Linked DNA regions of Oryctolagus cuniculus: region 1 is linked to region 2. The links are chromatin contacts, called in public Micro-C maps. All regions are on one chromosome and are shown on one strand. The core of a region is the stretch at or near the end of the contact, and the rest is flanking DNA. Distances in the headings are between cores, read along the strand shown.

Evidence for each region. Hi-C and Micro-C count contacts between places; a contact is called where the count stands out from the background.
Region 1: a contact with region 2 is called in a Micro-C map of ear pinna, with 6 times the contacts expected there. The contact joins the promoter of ZBTB10 here to the promoter of HEY1 in region 2. A contact is called at or near these places in 3 of 6 Hi-C or Micro-C datasets (ear pinna, skin fibroblasts and an unstated tissue).

The regions. Positions count from the first base shown.
Region 1 is chr6:106,000,049-106,003,370 of mOryCun1.1, reverse strand. It overlaps ZBTB10 (zinc finger and BTB domain containing 10), which reads right to left and starts at 2,009. Exons shown (of 6, transcript XM_017341413.3): 1 at 906-2,009. The coding sequence starts at 1,895. It overlaps LOC127490727 (a long non-coding RNA gene), which reads left to right and starts at 2,562. Exons shown (of 7, transcript XR_011389489.1): 1 at 2,562-3,305.
Region 2 is chr6:105,308,652-105,311,690 of mOryCun1.1, reverse strand. It overlaps HEY1 (hes related family bHLH transcription factor with YRPW motif 1), which reads left to right and starts at 1,717. Exons shown (of 5, transcript XM_008255689.4): 1 at 1,717-2,065; 2 at 2,181-2,256; 3 at 2,397-2,480; 4 at 2,689-2,770. The coding sequence starts at 1,977.

The DNA.
Region 1 (3,322 bases), core at 760-3,259, 690 kb before region 2:
TAGAAATGTTAAAACGAGGACTAAGAACTAAAGTACAGCTTACTTGATTTGTAGCTAAAGACTGGGGTTTTCAAGAATTTGGTCAAAAAAAAAAATTCCCTACCAGTTCAAATCAACTACTTGATCCAAAAAAACTGCATACTAAATATCTCCCACGCTAAGTTTAAAGTACTCAATGTAAACTGATTTACAAGAACGTTTCTGAAAAAGAAGGCTATAGAAGACTCTCAGCACAGAAATCTGGATAGAAGTACACAGGTCAAAGCTACGACAGTTTACCACAAGCAAGTCTTGGTAAGAAAGTTCAACAAGTTCAGCCGAGACGAGTTTAGTAAAATTACTCACATGAGAAAGGAGTTATTCAAATAGCTTCCCCAACATTTACATACAGTTCTGACACTTCACATTATCGTGCTCTAATGGAAGAACTCTTTCGGCTAGACGGTTTCTTGGGAGAGGTATTGCCAGGTTTAGGGAACTCTGCCTAATCCACTCTTCAGTTGCCAGATCTGACTTCCAGCAGTACACTAAACCTCTACGAACATAAGGCGGCTTCGCTAAAATCACAGCTAATAAAATACATGACCCGAAGTCATCCTTTTAGACTAAAACCTTCAACCTACTTTTTCAAAACCTTCTACTGGATTCAATCCCAAGAGCAAAGAAATCTCAGTCATAAAGACATAAAAACACAGTCAGCGGTACGATTAGAAAATTGTCATTCCGTTCCCCTCCCCCCACACCACATACACAACTTTTGCAAACTTGTTCCCAGGCTTTCCAAACCCCCACGCGGAAGGCTCCCCGCACCCCTCTCAACGGGAGCGATGCCCTCGCTCAGGGGAATGGGTGGTTTAGCCAAGGAATCTTCCCCCTAAAAGAGGCAGGCGCGAGCTCTAGCCTACCTGGGCGTTGGCTTCGTGGAGTTTGTGCTCGGTAGAGACGTGGTGCCTCAGGAGAAGGGTTTTCTTGTAGTTGCGGGTCCCTCGAGAAAGCTCATCGTGCCCCACCTGGGGCAGGTCCACGCTGCCCCCATCCTCGGAGGTCTTTTGGCACCAGCCGCAAAACATAAGGCCAGTATCCTTGGAATACCGCAGCCAGGGAAAATCCTTTAGCCAGGAGGTCTGGAAGGAGCACTGGAGCTTCTGCATTAGGGACTTGGACCGCGCGAGCGGCAAGTGCTGGACAGTCTCTCCTTCGCCAGCTCCCACACCGCTGCCCTCCACTTCGTCCCCGCCATCGCCGCCCGACCGCCTGCTGCTGCCGCAGCTGCCGCCTTCCGCCCCACTGCCGTCGCCCAGGCTCGCCCCCTCCTCCTCGTCCTCGGTGCTGTCGCTCAGGGACGCGCCGTCCTGCATCAACTCCTTCCCCTCCAGCGCGTCCAGCTCCAGCTCCACAGCCGCCGGCCCTCGTCCATTGAAATGCCTCAGGGGCCACGCCGAGGTCTCGGGCCGGCCGCGGCTACTGCCATTGTTGCCGAGACCCCCGCCGCCGCCGCCTCCTCGGAAGGCCAGAGTCCGACGGTTCCTTTCCGCTAGCAAGGGGCCCCCCGCGCCACCGCCGCCCAGCGAGGTGGGGCCGCCCGCGTCTTGGGGGAGCAGCAACTCCTTAGCTTCCTCGGCGGCGGCCGCGGCAGCCGCAGCAGCGGCCGCCCCAGCGGAGGCCTCCAAGTCTTGGGGCTCCAGGCCCTCCAATTCCGTTTCCTCGTCGGCCCCCCGCCCATTGGGCTGCTGAAGCGCGGGCGGCGCCGGCGGCGGGGGCTGTCTTGGCTGCGGCTGCTGAGGCCAAGCCGAGGCCTCCCCGCCAGCGTTATTGTTCGTGGAGCCGCCGCTGGCGGTGACCAACCCGCCTCCTCGGAACGCCAGCGTCCTGCGGTTCATCTCACTGAACGACATGGCGCGCGCAGCCGCCGCCGCCGCCGCCGCCGCCGCCGCCCGGTGCCCCGGCTCGCGCCCGGCCTCGGGCCGCGTCCCGCGCGCTCCCCGCGGCTCCCCCTCCGCTTCGCCCCCGCCCCCGGCGTTCCGGTCTCGCGGGGCTCGGCCTCGCCCTCCCGCCCGGCTCGCGCCCGGGGCTGCCGCACGCGTCCGCGTCCGCTGCCGCCGCCGCCGCCGCCGCCTCCGGCCGCTCTCCGCGTCCTCCACCCCCGCCCCGCTGCGCTCCGGGCAGCGTCCCGCGCGGAGAAGGGGGCGGGCGGCGGAGAGGCGAGGAGCGAGCCGGGGCGCGTGGGGCCTTCGAAGTTGAGAGGCGGAGTGCGGGGAGACCCTCCGCTGCCCCCTCTTCTACGCCGCGCGCACACACCGACCCTCCAAACAGATATCCTTCCTCCGGCGCGCCGAGGAGTCCCGCCGCCGCCGCCGCCGCCGGCTGCCGACGCGCTGAGGACGAGAGGCACGTTAAACTGCCCGGCTCCGCCACATAACGAGCCGACAATAAAGCCGGCGGAGCGCTTCCGTCCGACCAGGCCCTGGCGGAGGTCGAATGGCAAATGAACAACGGACCGTGCGCCCACAATGCACCGGGGTAGCAGTAACCGCTGGAGGGGGAAAGGGTGGGGGCCGGGCTGGGGGAGGGGGGCTGGGCTTGGGGCTGGGCTGGGGTGGGGTGGGGGCGCCAGGGGACCGGGAAAGGGGCCGGGCCGCGCCTCCGGCCTGGGGGCGGGGGTGCGGCCGCAGGGAAGGAAGTCGGCCGAGGGGCGGGGGGACAAAAGGCCGGGCGGCCGGCTGGGGGTCTCGGGGAGGGGCGGGCGTGTGCGGCCGGGGCCAGGGCTGCGCGGAGGACAAACAGCTGGCGAGTGTCAGGGTCTGGCCGCCTCCCCGCTGCCCACAGGCACCTACCCGCGCCCGGGACGCGCGTTTTCCTCCTCTCGCCACGAGTTCACCTGGGACTTTGGGAAATAAGTGCGCGGTGGGAAGCTGCGCTCCAGCCTTGTCATTTGCTGGGGGTGGGTGGGGTGGGGTGGGGTGCGGTGGGTGGGGGTGTGGGTGTGTGTGGATGGCGGTGCCCGAGGAAGTGAACTTATTTTGTCCCCTCACAAAGACTGGAGCGGGCGAGCGCCTCTCGGGCGAGGAGGTGGCGAGCCGCGGACCACCGCCTGCCCTGGATGCCAGGGCAGCGCCTCGGGCCCCGGGGGCAACCATCCTCTCGCCGAAAACGCACCGCCCCGAGTGTCTTGACGGCCGTGATGAAATGGAAATTTAAATAAAAGGTCGAACACGTGCGTTCACTGGGAAGTATTGACATGGGTGTTACATCACCGGCAACCAATCAGAGGGCTCGGCTCGTGTTTATACTTCTACAACCACCTTGTGAGTATTACAGTATG
Region 2 (3,039 bases), core at 468-2,967:
CCAGAGAGAAAGCAGGGGGTGGGCTGGATCTGACTGACAGCTGACAGGCGGCGCGTGGTGGAGCATCAGGAAGCAGGGGGGGTGTCTAGGTGCCAGCAACGGACAAGTGCAGGGGGGCTAAGCCAGGGACCCAGCCTAGAGGGAGAAGCGGGTCAGGGCACGGAGGGCCGAGGGGCCAGAGGTGAGTGCTGTAAGCGCTTTAGTGGGATCTAGGAGGCTGCAGAACGTGTGGAGGGGTTGGGGGTGAGGAGGTGCTGAGACAGGAACCAGGGAATGAGGTTCAGGTCGCCCAGCGTGGTGACCAGGTGTTTCAGGGCGGCACTGAAAACACGGACGCGGTCCAGCATAGGAAAAGCTACTTGCCAAGGGGAGCACATTCCTCTGGCACTCTCAACCACGTCCCTATAGCTTTATTTCACAGAGCCGGCTGCAAGCCCATGCGTGCATTTAGCCACCATAAGGGACAGAGACGACCGGGTTTTCAAATTCACAGTAACCCTCCTGCCCATTTCTACAAAACCTGGCATTAGGAATGGATCTGGGGATGTAAAACCGTATATTTTTTTTTTTTTTAAATCTGTCCTCCTTGGGGGGAGGGTCTCGTGGGACCTCACGTAGCTCCTAATAGGCGCCACCGCACAGCCAGGCCAGAGCAGAAGGGCTGCTCGTGCTCTCCCGCAGCGAGGCGGGGCCCAGAAATAAACGCCCAACCCGCCACCCTGTCGCCCGCGGAAAGGATCTAGCCGCCGACGCCTGGGGAAAAGAAAAGAAAAAAAAAAAAAACAAAAACATAATGAATATCCCCAAGGATCCCCCACTCCCTCGCTTTCAGCCCAGAAAACAAGCGCTCCATTGCCCCGGAAATTACAAGCACCGGGGAATTCACTCCATCCCGGAGGCGTCTGGCTCCCCGCGAGGCCAAGGGCCCCAACCCCGAAAAAGGACATCCCTCAACCCAAGTCCTGCCCCTCCAAGCGGCCGGCCCCTGGGACGGCGGCCACCGCGGGCGCGCCCGGCGCCTGGGCGGCCCTCTCCCCGCTTCCCGGCTTGGCTGCCCCGAGCGGCCGGCGCGCGGCCGGGCCAGGTGCACCAGCTGCGGCCCCGCCAGCGGCGCGCGCCCTCCGGTCGCCGGACACAGGCGGCCACGCAGCCGAGATTTACGGCGTCGCTGGGCGGCGGTTTCCGGGGCCGGCCGGCGCCCGGGCTCCGATTACAGGTTCACACGGGGGGCCCAGCCCGCGGCCGGCCGCCCAGCTCCGGCCTGCGCGCCATCGCGCGGCCCCGCTCCTCCGCCTGCCCATTCTTCTCCATTCATGCGGACGCCCAGCGCCGCCGCCGCCGCCGCCAGCGCGGCCGCCGTCGCCGTCCGCCCGGATTGGCTGGCGGCCGCGGCGCCGGCACTTTCCCACGGCCCGCGGCGCGTGCGGCTCAGCGGCGGCGCTGCAGGCGCGGCTCTGGCGCGCGGCCAGGCCAATCGGGGCGCGCGGGGCGGGGCGGGGCAGCGGCCGCCGGCGGGCTGGTGTCCCGGCCCGGCCCCCAGCGCCTCCCCGCCGCCGGCCCACCGCCGCCTGCGCCTCCTCCGTCACCCCCCTACTGCGGAGCCCCCGCGGAGCCGACGCACCGCCGCCGGGGGCGCGGCCCGCCCTCGCCCTCCGCCTCGCTCCGCCCCCCTGCCCTGGCGGCTGCCAATCAGCGGGGCGAGGAGTCGGATTGGCCGTGGCGGGGGTGGTGGTGGTGGGGGTGAAGCTGTTGCCCGGCAGCCGCCGCCCCGCCCCTCCGCCTCCTCGCCCGCCCTCCCCAGGGCCCTGGGAAGGGGCTCAGCGTGGGAAAGGGATGGTTGAGTTTTAACCCGAGGCAGAGCGCGAGCGGGATCAGTGTGTGGCGGGCGCGAGCAGCCGAGCGCGGAGAGGCGCCGCCGTGGTGAACTCCCTGCCCGCCGCGCCGACCCTCCCCAGGAGCCCCGGAGCTGCCGCAGCATGAAGCGCGCTCACCCCGAGTACAGCTCGTCGGATAGCGAGCTGGACGAGACCGTAGAGGTGGAGAAGGAGAGTGCGGACGAGAATGGGTGAGTCCGCGGTGACAGCGAGCGGCCGGGCAGGGCGCGGGGGAGACCTCGCGGGTCCCCTCCCCTCGCTGAACGGGGCCTCCCCTGCCCCTTGTCTCTCTCTCTCTGCCCTTAGAAACTTGAGTTCGGCTCTGGGTTCCATGTCTCCAACCACATCTTCCCAGATCTTGGCCAGGAAACGTCGGAGAGGCGTGAGTCTCTGGATAATCCTTATTTACTTACTGTTGTGACTATCTTGGTTACGCATTAACGGGGAGGACCACCGTTTCTTCCCTGCGGGGTGTCCAGCAGTAGTGGCAATGTCCTCCTTTGTTGTGCCTGCTTTCTGCAGATCATTGAGAAGCGCCGACGAGACCGGATCAATAACAGTTTGTCCGAGCTGAGGAGGCTGGTACCCAGCGCCTTTGAGAAGCAGGTAATGGAGGGAGAAGGGCGAGCTCCGAGTTGCGCGCGCCTTCCGAACCCGCTGCCCCCGAGCCTCGGAGGGGAGCCGCGGCTGAAGTCCTGCGGCGGTTCCCACGCATTTTAGACGCGTTGTTTCCTTGGGTCTACGCTTGACGGTTTCTGTGTGTCCGTGCGTTAAGTTCTCATAGGCCCAGCAATCTTGCTGTTCTCTTCTCCAGGGCTCCGCTAAGCTAGAGAAAGCCGAGATCCTGCAGATGACGGTGGATCATCTGAAAATGCTGCACACTGCGGGAGGGAAAGGTATATGGCTCCGTATTTCCTGGCGGGGCGGGGTGGGGGGCTCCCGACTATGGGGGTGCAGAGAGCAGCGGCAGCAGCGGACCAGACCGGCGCAGTCACCGCCTGGTGTCTCTCATTTCTGAACGGTGCGTGCACTCGCCTGATGGTACATTTTCAAACGCACAGCAACATTTCCTCCAGTGACTTCATCGCCCGCACCCTCTGCAGATTGAGCAAATGCATCTTTTTGGACAATGCCTGTTATTCCCGAAGTCCCCTGAAGTTGGGGC